5 separate regions of the Mus musculus genome follow, and regions 2, 3, 4 and 5 are each linked to region 1. The links are chromatin contacts, called in public HiChIP or PLAC-seq and promoter capture Hi-C maps. All regions are on one chromosome and are shown on one strand. Each heading gives the region's core, a stretch centred on a gene start, on an enhancer-like site or on the middle of the called end of the contact. The rest is flanking DNA. Distances are from core to core; before and after follow the strand shown.

The links. Promoter capture Hi-C pulls out the DNA fragments that hold promoters and counts their contacts. HiChIP or PLAC-seq counts read pairs in DNA pulled down with a chosen protein or histone mark. Capture Hi-C pulls out chosen DNA fragments and counts their contacts.
Region 2: a promoter capture Hi-C map of cranial neural crest shows a contact between it and region 1. The contact joins the promoter of Kif2c here to the promoter of Ccdc17 in region 1. A contact is called at or near these places in 9 of 39 promoter capture datasets (the C10 cell line, cranial neural crest, frontonasal cranial neural crest and 5 more), 5 of 484 Hi-C or Micro-C datasets (embryonic stem cells and large pre-B cells), 6 of 115 datasets of contacts at active chromatin or transcription factors (bone marrow-derived macrophages, embryonic stem cells, fetal liver and 2 more) and 2 of 9 other capture datasets (embryonic stem cells and liver).
Region 3: a contact with region 1 is called in a promoter capture Hi-C map of second pharyngeal arch cranial neural crest. The contact joins the promoter of Rps8 here to the promoter of Ccdc17 in region 1. A contact is called at or near these places in 9 of 39 promoter capture datasets (the C10 cell line, the HPC-7 cell line, cranial neural crest and 6 more), 2 of 484 Hi-C or Micro-C datasets (both in embryonic stem cells), 2 of 115 datasets of contacts at active chromatin or transcription factors (bone marrow-derived macrophages and embryonic stem cells) and 1 of 9 other capture datasets (liver).
Region 4: a promoter capture Hi-C map of adipose tissue shows a contact between it and region 1. The contact joins the promoter of Nsun4 here to the promoter of Ccdc17 in region 1. A contact is called at or near these places in 4 of 39 promoter capture datasets (the C10 cell line, cranial neural crest, liver and 1 more) and 1 of 9 other capture datasets (adipose tissue).
Region 5: an H3K27ac HiChIP or PLAC-seq map of microglia shows a contact between it and region 1, with 5 times the contacts expected there. The contact joins the promoter of Plk3 here to the promoter of Ccdc17 in region 1. A contact is called at or near these places in 2 of 115 datasets of contacts at active chromatin or transcription factors (effector CD8 T cells and microglia) and 2 of 9 other capture datasets (adipose tissue and liver).

The regions. Positions count from the first base shown.
Region 1 is chr4:116,595,420-116,598,017 of GRCm38.p6, forward strand. It overlaps Ccdc17 (coiled-coil domain containing 17), which reads left to right and starts at 1,311. Exons shown (of 13, transcript NM_001037916.3): 1 at 1,311-1,538; 2 at 1,614-1,682; 3 at 1,844-1,949; 4 at 2,019-2,181; 5 at 2,261-2,344; 6 at 2,424-2,542. The coding sequence starts at 1,368. It overlaps C530005A16Rik (RIKEN cDNA C530005A16 gene), which reads right to left and starts at 2,211. Exons shown (of 3, transcript NR_029450.1): 1 at 423-2,211.
Region 2 is chr4:117,181,312-117,183,909 of GRCm38.p6, forward strand. It overlaps Kif2c (kinesin family member 2C), which reads right to left and starts at 1,313. Exons shown (of 20, transcript NM_134471.4): 1 at 1,120-1,313. The coding sequence starts at 1,180.
Region 3 is chr4:117,154,853-117,157,450 of GRCm38.p6, forward strand. It overlaps Rps8 (ribosomal protein S8), which reads right to left and starts at 1,280. Exons shown (of 6, transcript NM_009098.2): 1 at 1,206-1,280; 2 at 719-825; 3 at 156-255. The coding sequence starts at 1,209. Snord55 (small nucleolar RNA, C/D box 55) reads right to left here and starts at 996; the gene lies at 919-996. It overlaps LOC115490046 (a small nucleolar RNA gene), which reads right to left and starts at 437; the gene lies at 334-437.
Region 4 is chr4:116,052,495-116,055,092 of GRCm38.p6, forward strand. It overlaps Nsun4 (NOL1/NOP2/Sun domain family, member 4), which reads right to left and starts at 1,317. Exons shown (of 6, transcript NM_028142.5): 1 at 1,190-1,317. The coding sequence starts at 1,282.
Region 5 is chr4:117,132,656-117,135,253 of GRCm38.p6, forward strand. It overlaps Plk3 (polo like kinase 3), which reads right to left and starts at 1,308. Exons shown (of 15, transcript NM_013807.3): 1 at 997-1,308; 2 at 740-847; 3 at 534-650; 4 at 250-379; 5 at 72-159. The coding sequence starts at 1,209.

The DNA of each region.
Region 1 (2,598 bases), core at 61-2,560:
GGCTGGAGAATAAGCAAGACAATAAAACTCCCAAGCTCACTGTTTCTAAGTGCTTATCAGGATGACCAAGATATCTGAGCCTACTTCCCTGTCCTAGCCCAAAGTAAAATTCTTGCCTTAAGCCTACTACTTTGTTCTAGCCAAATTAGATTCCTGCCTGAGCTTACTTCCTTGTCCTGGCCTAATGTCAAATCCCAGCCAAGTGGCCCCACAAAGCTCTCCACAGATGGGCAAAGCCCAACTCAGGAAAGAAATGCTACTTAAGAGCAGTGCAGGGGGGCTGGTGAGATGGCTCAGTGGGTAAGAGTACCCGACTGCTCTTCCAAAGGTCCAGTGTTCAAGTCCCAGCAACCACATGGTGGCTCACAACCATCCGTGACGCCCTCTTCTGGTGTGTCTGAAGACAGCTACCGTGTACTTACATATAATAAATAAATCTTAAAAAAAAAAAAAAAAAGAGCAGTGCAGGGAAAATCCATCTTGGAGTTAGTTCAGTTGAGTGTAGTTTAGAGGCAGCTTCACCAAGTAGAGCACTTCAATGAGAAGCTAAGAGAAGCCGGTTTGAACCAGTTCAGAGAGGACTTTGAGACAGAACAGCTGAGTTGAGTCAGCCAGCTTTGAGGAAGAGCTAGAGTGAGTTTATTCAATAGTCTCAGAGCCTGAAAACATTTTAGGCATAGATTCGCCTAGGAGATGAGGATGAACGTTGCTTTTACAGATCTGTGTAAAGGTGACGATAACTTGACCAGCAGAAAGAGCTCGTTTAACTCACAAGTAGTATCCATCTGACAAATTGTATTCTCCCCAACGGGTCTCCCAGTTCTCATTACTGGAAAGGTTCAGATCATTCCTGTCCCAGAATGGGAATTAGAAAGACTATTCCATTGTGTGGTGTGTTAATTCTGTAAAAGATGGGTTTATGCAAAGACATACTGCTAATATGAGGTTTACCTTGTGCGGAAATGTTCCCTACAGTGGAGAATTCTAGCTTGAAATCTGTCCATTTTAGAGAACAGCTGTGGTACAGATGACAGTTGCCTATCAGAGGCTAAATAGGCAATGAAGTCAAAGCCGCAGTTAATTAAATACTTGGCCAAACTCACTGTAATTGGTGGAACAAACTGACATTTTCACACCTGGGCCCCACCCAAAGGTGGCCAGGCACATTGCCCAGGCCTGCCTAAGCCTGTACTCGCTGCCCAGGGAGCTAGGGCACCTCCCCAAACATAAACATACATTTGAAGGACCTGGCGATTTAGCAGACTTGGTCTATTCTTTGTCCCTTTTCTCTCTTTTCTGTCCAGTCCGCCTTTTCTCTTTTGTCACATCCTCTGTAGGACGCTGGTGTCTATAAGAGATTCCATTCCATGGCCGATTACTCAGGGGAATCAGGACTTTTATCCTGTGAATCCTGTGATATGGTTTTCCGCTCCTGGGCTCTGTTGGCCACACACACCAAACGATTCTGCATTGGCCGGCTGACTCCGGAGGTAACACTTAAATCACAGCCTTCAGTCGCGATCAAACGAGGCACCAAGGTAAGGGCCGCCAGTGGCCAGGGGTAGGTTTTCCATCAATCATTATTCTTACGTTTTTTGCCTCCCCGCCACCAGATCATGGCACAAGAAAAGAGCCGTGATCAGGAAGCCAGCACATCTGCTCTAAAGAGGCTGACAGAGGAGGTACACACCAATCATGACTACAAACTTCAACTTTACATGTGTAGAGATTTACATGCTGGAAATCACCCAGTACAGAAATAGCGGGTCCGAGTTATTTGCAGGTGCAGTTGCTGTCCCTACAGAAAATAGGTCCCCGAGCGACTGAGGGTCTCACTTCCCAGACTGCAGGGAGCCCTGGGGAGAGGCTGCGAGTCTTGCAGGGAACCCGCGCCAGACGCATGGCAGAAACAGAAGCACAGAGCCGGGCGCTGGAGCGTCGCGGCGAAGGTGAGAGGTAAGGACTCGGCCCTGTCGCTGTGCTCGGACTCACCCTGACTCTGCCCATTTGTCCCTCAGAATTAAAACGGCGCCTCCACAGCGTGGCGGGACCCAAGGGAGGATTACCCCGCCCATTCGACTTGGAGCGCGAGCTCAGAGAACTCAAGGAAGAGGCCAACCGGACCCGGGGAGCACTGCAAACGCTAGGTGCGCATTTCCAGGCGCTCCAGCTTCAGCCTCGGTGAGTTGCCGGCCCAGCTTTGGTAGGAGTGCGGGCGGGGCCTTGGGCTCGGGTCAGTGACATCATCTGCTTGCGCCAGAAAACTGCAGGACACCCATAGGGCAGTGGAATTCTGTTACCTGCCCCTGCGGTTCAACCCGGAAACGCTGGCTGCAGAGATCCGGTGAGGACCCCGGCCCTGGGTGGACAGGATCGGGAGTCTGTTCAGTCTGGGAGATCGCTTTCTGCTGCCTTCTTGCTAGGATCCTACGTGAAGCCTACGTGCACGGTGGAGGCCGGGACCCAGAAGTTCTGGACAAAATATTGCAGCTGCAAGTGGAAGCGTCAGCCCTGGAATTGCAGCGGTCGCAAAACCGCAAGGGTGAACGAAAGGGTCTATCATAGAGGGTTTCTACACTGATGGTCCTAGAGTTGGAA
Region 2 (2,598 bases), core at 63-2,562, 590 kb after region 1:
AACGTGAGTTCCAGGACAGACAGGGCTACACAGAGAAACCCTGTTGTCAAAGTGTAATTCCACTTCCAGAGGATTTCACAAAACACCAATGAACATAAAATAAAATAATAAATTTAAAAAGCAACAAACAAACAAAACACCAAAGAACTAGGCCTGTGATGGTGCATGCCTTTAATCCTAGCACTTGCAAAGTACAGTAGGTGGATCTCTGTGAGTTCGAGGTCAGCCTGATCTACAAAGCAAGTCCAGGTCCAAGGCCCTGTTACAGAGAAACTGTCTCAAAAAATAAAACAAAACACAAATGCTAGTTAGTAATTCTAGTGGGGTTCACCCTTAGACCATTCCACAGTGGAAGTGAACAGGGAATGGGCCTTAAACCCCAGCTCCATAGGATAAAATTGCATCACCGCTCCAACAGAATGAAGATTCATTTGAGCAAGTAAGTTACTACATTCCTTGGAGGAGCTATTCCTGAACACATCAGTAAAGAGCTGGACCGCTGGAGTTCCCTGGTCCATTTTTGGCAGTGGTTGGCTAGTCCATGAATGACCCGTTATTAGACCTGTAGAAATTGCTTAATAAAGACAGATGGTTGAGCCGGGCAGTGGTGGTGCAACGCCTTTAATCCCAGCCCTTGGGAGGCAGAGGCAGGGGATTTGTGAGTTCGAGGCCTGGTCTACAGGAGTTCCAGGACTACACAGAGAAACCCTTCCTTGAAAAACCAAAACAAACGCCAAAAAAAAAAAAAAAAAAAAAAAAAAGCCGGGCGTGGTAGTGCATGACCTTTAATCCCAGCACTCAGGAGGCCGAGGAAGCCGCGGGTCCAACAAAGCAAAACAGGTTCAGAGGAAATGCATCCAATCGCTATAACCTAGCTAGGCGCACCAATAACCGCAGACGTGCTCCGCCCACACTCAGAAAGCAGGCAAGGGACCCACAACCAAAGTAGCGTTTTCCTCCTGTGTAGGGGACACCGACTGCCAGTGTAGTGACATGGACCCCCTCAGTGTGGAATAAGGGAAAGTATCCCAAAGCTTTGCCACACGGAGATTCAGATAACCATCTTGGCAGTCTCACCGCTCTTGGGTCGTCCCCTTGGCCTCAAGACCCTGCCCTCACCATTGCTGCGTTGAATGTTGATGGAGAGACCAGGAAACAGGCGTGCGTGAAGCGACTCCATGGACTCAGGAACAACAACAGGCAACACAAATGAAAGAAGCTTGGAAACCACGACTCTGCTAATACTGCGCTGTGTTAACAACGCCTAAACCGCTGCAGTTTAAATCCCGCGCGCCAGCCTCCCTACAACGTCACCAGTGCGACGCACCGCAGAGCAATGTGGGATATGTAGTCTTGGTCTCCGACTTCCGGCGCGTGGCCGGGCTCCCGAGCTCTGAGACTGATGGGAAGGGTTTTTGGTTGGTTGGTTGGTTGTTTGGTTTTTTCGTTTGTTTGTTTTGTTTTGTTTTTCTAGCTCTTGCTGTCCTGGAACTCACTCTGTAAACCAGGCTGGCCTCGAACTCAGAAATCCGCTTGCCTCTGCCTCCCGAGTGCTGGGATTAAAGGCGTGCGCCACCACGCCCAGCTGATGGGAAGGTTTTATGGCTTCTGGCCTTACCCTCCCGCTACCAGGTCGAACTTCTGCCTTTATGTAAGACTAGGAAACTTATGTATAATGTTTCAGTGAGGGCCTTGTGATTCTACAGACAGGGGTTCAAATCCTGGTTTCTTGATGATTGCTTTCTCTTTGAAATGTATACAATATTTCGAAGACACCAATTAAAAATAGTCACATGCTAGTGCTAGACATAGTGCTAGATTGGGATAGTGGAATAAACAAGACGAATGGTTCCTGTCCGTGAAACTTTTTTTTTTTTTTTTTTCCTATTAGGAACACGGGGGAAGTCATACGGTGGTGACTCGAGCCTTTAATCCTACCACTAGAGAGAGGCAAATTTGACTTCGAAGTCAGTCTGGTCTACAGCCTGAGTTCCAGAATAGCCAAGATTACACAGGGAAACCCTTTCTAGAAAAACAAAACAAAACAGAACACAAGAGAAGCGGGGTATGGTAGATCATGCCTATAATCCTAGCTCCCTGTAGATGAAGAAAAGAGAATAATTTCAAAGCCAACCTTAGCTAAGCAGCATGTTTGAGGCCAGAGTGGGCTGTGTGAAACTGTCTCAAACAAACAAACAAACAAACAAAAAAAGATGCTGGCAATGAAAAGCAGCCTACAATGCCTAAATGCTGGAATTAGCATGAATCACCATACCTGATTTTTGTCATTATTTATAATGTCTTTTTGTTTCGTAGTACTAGGTATTAACTCCAGGACTTTGTGCATGTGCCACTACTGTCCGGCTTCTAGGGGAACGTTCTTACACTGAACCACATCATTACTGCCCCAGTATGCAGACCTATGCAGACCAAGAACCCCCACCGCCCCGCGGAGGATATGTATAGTGTAAATGGTGTCTAGCCCTTGGTCTATCCAACCTTGACAAGCCTGAAGACCTGAGTTTGATCTTCTGGACCTACATGGTAGGAGAATGAACTCCCCAAAGCCTCCACAAATGTGCCATGGCATGCACCACA
Region 3 (2,598 bases), core at 30-2,529, 560 kb after region 1:
GTTAATGTTTTTTTATTACTGAAATCTTTTTTTAACATTCTCTAGAAAGCACCTCTCATTGCAGGAGTTAAGAGATCAGAATATGGCAAAGAATTCTCCAACTACCTCAGGATCTTTCAGCAAGAACAAATTCAAATACTTCAACACCTACTTACACTCAGAGCCCCAGGAAAAGTTCCCCACATCCAATCTCAGGGCACGGTACTTCTTATTGCCTCCTCGAACTCGGACTGTGTGTATGCGGCGAGGGCCAATCTAGAGAACACAAGAAGGCCAGAACATGTGTCATCAAAACGAGTGGGGACTGGGAGAGGAACCCGAACCAGACGGAGGTAACAGTCAGTGTAACTATGACAAGTCCTTGCATTGGCAAGTGGTGTACAGGTGGCCAAGACGGCCATAACCACGCCTAAGGATACGTTTTCATCACCCTAGTTACCTCCAGAAAAAGCCAGACCCCCCCTAACACAGGAAGAACCCCAGTAAGGAACACACCAAGCTTGCAGCTCTCCCACTCCTAGGCTCCAGTAGACCCTAAGCTTGGAGATTAGGGTGCACAGACCCTGCACGTGGACACACTTCCATGTCCAGTCGCCAGCACCGAGAAACCTGAGCCTTACAAAGGTGATCACAGCCACTCGTGTTCCCCAGCAAACACGCTCTAGCGCAGGGGAAGGCAGCCTCTCCCAGTCGTCCTCCCCCCGACCCCCGCACGCACCTTCGTGTTGGCAGCGGGCCGTCCCAGCTCATACTTTCGCTTCTTGTGGTAGGGTTTTCGCTTACCCCCGGTCTTGCGGCGCTTGTGCCAGTTGTCCCGAGAGATGCCTGTGTGTGGGAGCGAGGACGCAAGCCTGAGCAACCGGGCCTCGCCGCCGGCCAATCAGCCCGCTCCCGAGCCCCGCGCTGCGCGGGCTGCCCGCACGCTCAGCTCTCCAAGGTTGGCTTCCCCACGACGCAGTCGGGAGTGTGCAGCATACCCAGGTGTCATCATCCGCGTGCGGCCCGGCCCGCGGCAGCCATGTTGGCCCGCTCGCAGCCCGGAGCCCCGGAGGCGGCCGCAGCGATCTCCACAGCCCTAGCCCACCGCAGGCCCTTGCCACGGCTGCCCGTGGCCCATGGTCGGGCCGAGCATGCGTCGGGAGGCAGGATGGAGACGGATGGAGCTCGCTCCCCCGCGGCCCGACCCGGCCCGCAGCAACACTCACCCATCGCTCGGCGCTGGCTGGAAAGAGGAAGCGCAAAGCTTCACGGTCCGGTTTCTAAAACTCAGCCCCGCCTTCTTTACGTCTCTTCCGGTTGCCGGGAAGGACCTGGGGCCGCGGCGAGCCTGGGACGCTGGCACAGGGGAGGGTCCTGCGGCGTGCGAACTCACGCGGACCCCGCCTCAAATCCCTTGACCTTGGGCGGTCTGGAGGGCGGGCTCCTTAAGCTGAGCTATAGGGCACACTTGCCTGCCTGTTGTGCTTACATTTTGTCCTTTAAATTTTTTTTTTTTTTTTTTTTTTTAAACCGGGCGTGGTGGCGCACGCCTTTAATCCCAGCACTCGGGAGACAGAGGCAGGCGAATTTCTGAGTTTGAGGCCAACCTGGTCTACAAAGTGAGTTCTAGGACAGCCAGGGCTATACAGAGAAACCCTTGTAAACTTGTAAAACCAAAAAAGAAAAAAGAGTAAAGGGCCCTAATTGGAAAAGTGAAGTAGTAGAAGCTCCAACGCTCTGTTCACAGGGGGACTTGACCCTGTATATGAACACACAAAATTCATGTGTATCTCTTACATGGCAGCAATTAGCAATCAAAAAGGAAATTAAAAACAGTTTTAGTTCTGGAAAGATTGGTACTGCAAACTGTGCTCAGGGTCTCTTCAAAAGCATCAAGTGCTTAGGTCGACTCACAGTTCCTGAAATTCCAATTCCAAAGTATCTGACAATCTGGTCTGGCCCAGTGGGTCAAACCTGAAATCCAGCACTGAGACAGAGAATTATCACCAGTTGAGGGCTAGCCTGAGCTAAAGAATGAGCTACTGCTCAGTGGGAGGAACAAGCGGCCGGCTGAGGAGAAACTGAGGCACTAGACACCCCTCCAAGTGAAATCAAAGCAGAGGACAGTGGGGCTCCGGCGTCAGACAAGATGAGAGCTCAGTCAGTACATTTTATTTCTTAAACTTAAACGTCGCCTTGAATGTCAGTGAACGTCTACTTTTAAAGGGACCTCTCACCTGACCGATTTCTTTTTGAATTTTAAACTTTAACTTCAAATGTTTTAAATTTTGATTCTGAGGTTTTTACTGCGTGTATCCGATTTTTTTTTTTTAAAGATTTATTTATTTAGTATATGTAAGTACACTGTAGCTGTCTTGAGACACTCCAGAAGAGGGCATCAGATTTCGTTACGGATGTTTGTGAGCCACCATGTGGTTGCTGGGATTTGAACTCCGGACCTTTGGAAGAGCAGTCGGCCCTCTTAACCACTGAGCCATCTCGCCAGCCCCCCCCCCCCCCACGATTTTACAGTTTTGAAGCGATTTTTTTGTTGTGTTTGTTTTTTTGGGGTTTTTTGTTTGTTTGTTTGTTTTGTTTTGTTTTTTTGAGACAGGGTTT
Region 4 (2,598 bases), core at 67-2,566, 540 kb before region 1:
GTTGCCAGAGGGTGGGGAAGATGCTGAAGAAAGGGGAGGATCATTGTAACTTCTTCTAGAGGGACAGTGGGGCCCTCGGTGAGAAATGGATGCAGGGGTTAGAGGTCTAGTTTCCACAGATCGGTGAGCAAGGGGAGGTGAAATTGCAAGGCCAGGTCTCAGGGGCCGATGGGTAAGAAGAGGTGAAATGATGGAGTAATTTCCCTGGGACCCTGGCATAAGGGGAGTCGAAATCACCGGGCCTGTCTCCAAGGTTATATGAGTAAGTTCAGGGGAAGTTACTGGGCTGGCTCTAGGGGCCTGATGAATGAGAGGTGGGGAAGTCACATAACAAAGACGCGGACTTGGAGGGCATGAACGCTGAGATTCTGGGGAATCAATATAGTTGCAACATAGGTTCCGCTGATGAGGAGAGGGTGACCCCTGAAGGCTGAATCGGTCAAAACAAGGAGAGGATGAACCAGCTGGCTCTTGTCTGTACAGCCTTCCTAGGAGTGGAGAAAAGGGTTCAAAGGGGCACCTCTCCGGTGGGGGTGGGGAGGAGAGGACTGGGGGCGGAGGGGGCGGGGTGGGGATCCGTCGAGGTAAGCACGGAGAAGAAATGGTGAGGCAAGAGAAAGGTTCTCTAGAGTAAGGGGGGTTGGTGAATCTGTTGCCTGCATTTGGAGAAAGGCCAGCATTACAGGAAAGGTGGTCGTTGAAGTCTTTCCCGGGCGCCACAGGCACCTCGAGAGTGAGAACAGGGGTGAATCCTTTCCTGCAGGACGACGGAGACTCAGGAGGGAAGGAGTAGTTGTTAGGGCAGTCTGCTTGAGGTGAAGTTGAAGGGGCTGAAATTTTAAGGAGGAAAGGAGGGGAAGAGTTCATGGGACTGGAGGGGAAGGGTAAGAGGGAGGAAAGAAAAGGAAAAAGAAGGGTGGGAAGGGCAAGATAAAAGTAAGCAAGAAAAAGTAACATGAGGCGATGTAACGTCACCGAATGAAAGCTCAGGCCGTGACTTAACAGAGAGGGGCGGAGTCAGGGGGCTGCTTACGCAACAGGAAGAGGCTTGTGGTTAATAAAAGGACAGGCAGGCGTGAGACAAGAGCTCCAAGAAGGTTACGGTCCCTGGAGTTCATGTCCCGAATGCAACTGTGAGTGACGGGAAACGCAAGGGCTGGATAAGTCTCCCTCTAATGTCAGACCTTACCCATTTCTTCTTATATCGATATCTCCGCGGGACCGGCGTGAAGTCCACGAGCTTCAGCAGCTTCCGAACACATCTTAAGACGGGCGCAGCCATGTCAACTAACAACGCCAATAATTCCGACTGAAACTGCAGCTGCGCTCTCGCGGGTTCCGGGAAGGATTGAGGGCTGCTTAGAATATCAGCGGCAGACAGGGCGGGGCTAGGCTTGCGGCGCCCCCAGGGCTCCGCCTACCTCCACACCCCACCCACCAGAATCCTCGGGGCGCACACGAAGCGGTGGCTGTGCTAGAGCATCTAAAGGAGCTCCTAGGAAGTTGCAGGGAAGGCCTTCTGGGCTCAACCTGCATGGAGAAAGCTGCCGAGGTAGAACGAAATTAGAGCAGACTATAGACAGAAGCGGAATTGCTAGGAAGCCATAGAAGCCAGTTTCAAGATCTTCCTTTTAGACGGTTCTTTTCAAGACTCGGTACCTAATTTTGTGTTCTTTCTGAGACTATCAAATTGACTACGCCGCTTAGGATCCAAGAAGAAAGGGGGTGATCACTATTTTTAGAAATGATCGTTTGGCTGAGCAGAGTGGCATATGTCTTTATTCCAGCACTTGGAAGGCAGAAGCAGACGGATCTCTGTGAGTTCCAGGCCAAGCTTGGTTTTCATAGCTACAGGTCAGACAGCTTTTCTGTAACCTTACATTTATTCTTATAATGTATTGCCACCCACCATATAGTATAATCAGCTAAGTCGTAATTTTTTAAAAATGTTAAGTATGTCAAACTGATCTCTGGAAGTTGTGGGGCAGCCAACGTCTTTGAATTAGTGAGCTCCAGATTCCATGAGACCATCTGAAGACGTGTGGTGTTGACCTGCAGCTGCCATTCATAGACCATATGCACATATGCATGAACATATACAAACATATAACACACTCTTTTCTTTTCCTTTTGATTTTTGAGACAAGATCTCACTACATAGTCGTGGCTGGCCTATAACTCTCTATGTACACCAGGCTAGCCTGGAAATTATACCTGCTTGCTTCCGTCTCCCAAGGGCTGGGATTAAAAGGGTGTGCCCAAACTGTAACTCATACAAATATAGAATGAGCACCTGCCAAAAATTGTACTCATCATCCAAGTCACATACGTATCTGTCATTATCTTTTTTTTTTTTTTTTTTTTTTTTTTTTGGTTTTTCGAGACAGGATTTCTCTGTATAGCCTTGGCTGTCCTGGAACTCACTTTATAGACCAGGCTAGCCTCGAACTCAGAAATCTGCCTGCCTCTGCCTCCCAAGCGCTGGGATTAAAGGCATGCGCCACCACCGACTGGCTATCTGTCATTATCTTAAACAATAAAAGTAAAATAAGACTTAAACAAGTGAGAATTTGAGTTTCAAAATTTTAGTGAGCCAAA
Region 5 (2,598 bases), core at 58-2,557, 540 kb after region 1:
AAGTACATATCTGGTCACCTTGTACATCATCTGTGTCACAAACAGGCTGTGGCCACCATCCCCTCACTCACTTTTTCCTCTGCTCTGGGGGCTCTAATCGAGCTGCCAGCCCAAAATCCCCCACCTTCAGTTCCATGTTATCCGTGATGAAAAAATTTCCTAGACAGTAGCAGAGAGACGCGTCAGATTCTTAACGCCTTTCATCCCTCCGCAGGTCTCCACCCTTCAGACCAGACGCAGGAATCTCACCCAGCTTGAGATCTCTGTGTAAGATACCCCTCTGGTGCAAGTACTTGAGGCCAGAAAGGATCTGGCGCAGGTAGTAGCGAACCTCTGGTTCCAACAGGGTGTGTCGGGCCTTCCAGATGTGGGCCAGGGACTGCAGAAAGTCACTGTTTCAGACCCCGCTTGCCTTCCCAGACCCTCCCTCCATCTGTGTTTGCTAAAGATGACAAGAACAGCTTTGGATCTTAAGAACCCGCTTCCTCCCCTACCCCTGTTCCCAATGAACCCACCCCGCCCCCATTCCGGACCTTTCGGCTACAGAGCTCCAGGAAAATGTATATGTTGTCAGCATCCTCGAAATGATGTGAAAAGCGAACGATATGGCGGTGCTGTAGGTCTCGGTGCAACTCTATCTCATTTAGGATCTGCGACAGGGGAGTGAAATCCTCATCTTTCCAGGGTTCCCACGCCACCATCCCCTCCCCATCCCTTGGACCGCAGGGCCTGGACCCACCTTCTCGCGCTGATGCGGCTTGGCGACGCGACTCTGTGGGATGACTTTGACCGCGTAGGCTATACCAGACTCGGTGTCAGTGGCTTCATAGCAGCGTGCGAAGCCCCCCTAGAAAGAAGAAGCTGCATCATCGATCTGGGCGCTCCGGAGTGGCCGGATCCGGCCCGTAGAGCTCCTCTCCACCTCCGGAGTGGCCCGGTCGGGTCCGCAGAGCTCCCCTCCACCTCCGTCAACGCTACCCCGGAGCCCCGACCCACCTTGCCCAACAAGCGACCCTTGGTGTAGGTACGGCCGCTGAGAGGGTCGGTGATGAGGCGACCAGGAGGATCCGGCGCCCGTGGCCCGGCCAGCACCTCAGGTTCCGATCGCGGGGAGGCATTGGCAGGCGGCCCCGGGCCGGCGGGGGGCGCGGACGGGGCAGCCGCGCGCGGGAAGGGGCGCGGAGACAAGAAGCCGGCGGCGGGCTCCATGCGGACGGCGCGGCGCAGCGCCTGCCGAGCTGGTTCTCGGTTCCGCCCGGCCCCGGCCGCGCGTGGCGCTGCCTGGTTTCTCTACGCTGCGATCGCGCCAGGGCAAGGGGGAGTCCGACGTTTTTATCAATGAACCCCTGCCCCCTCCCCGGTGTTTCGTCATCTCGAGCTCCGCCCCTTTCCTGGCTGCCAGGCTTGGAGAGGCCACGCCCATTGCTCCGCCTTACGTCACCTGAAAGATCTTCCCTTGCCTGGGCGTTCTTAAAGGCCACTCCTCCTGCTCTGGCCTTAAAGGAGCCCCGGTTGAGCTAGTCGCCTGGCAGGTGTAACCCTGCTCCGTTTCTCTAGGCTACCCAGTGCAAGTGACTCTTTTTTTCCCCTTCATCCTTAGAATGTGTGCTGAAGTCGGAGTGGAGGCCAGTTATCCGGAGGCCTCTTTCGAGCAACAGTAAGGGTTAGCATTCAAACTGGGGAGGAAAGACAGGGGTGTTGCAAACTGCTCAGTGCACATCACCAACACAGGTGGTTTCCTGCAAGCATCTCTTGCTCTGGTACAGAGCATGCTGCCCTCTTCGGGGACTGTGGAATAGCACGCTGCAGAGCCCGATTTACCTGGTCTGGGACTGTGCAATGGGTTTGTGGAACAGAGCCTGGTATTCAAGGTTTTATGTTTGCGTTTTGTTTTTCCAAGACAGGGTGTCTCTGTGTGGCCCTGGCTGTCCCAGAACCCACTATGTAGACCAGGCTGGCTTTGAAATCAAAGATCCACCTGCCCCTGCCTCCCAGTATTCACTGTTTTTCACCATGTTCCAGGCTACATCTTCTGCTACCCAATTCTACCTTATTATTCTTCTGAGGGAAAGGAGAGCTGAGGCAGAGTAGCTGTCATGTGATCCAGGCTGGCTTTGAACTCGAGGTCCTTCTGTCTTCACCTTTGACATGATGGGACTCCAGACCTGTACCTCTGCCCCAGACCCTGAGTTCCCCATCATATTCTCAAAAATACCTATTGCACCGAGTCAGCAGGCAAAAGGCCAGACAGTGAGGAATGAGAACTGGACACTCTTAGGTGCTAGAGACCTGCAACTGGGCAGTTAGCTTTGAAGTCCATTACAGATAAACTCAAGTAGGTGGCAGGAATCTATGATCTATGTGGAATCTTTTTCTGTGTGGGTTTTTTTTTTGGGGGGGGGGTGTTGTGGAGGGTTGTTTTGGTTTTTGTTTTGTTTTGTGACAGAGTTTCCAGGAAGCCAGGAATTCGACCTGTAAACCAGACTGGCCTTGACTTCCTACCTGTCTCTGCCCCTCCACCACTGCCCGGCTTCGATGTGAAATCTTTTTTTTTTTTTTTTTTTTTCCTTGAAATAGGTTTCTCTGTGTAGACTTGGC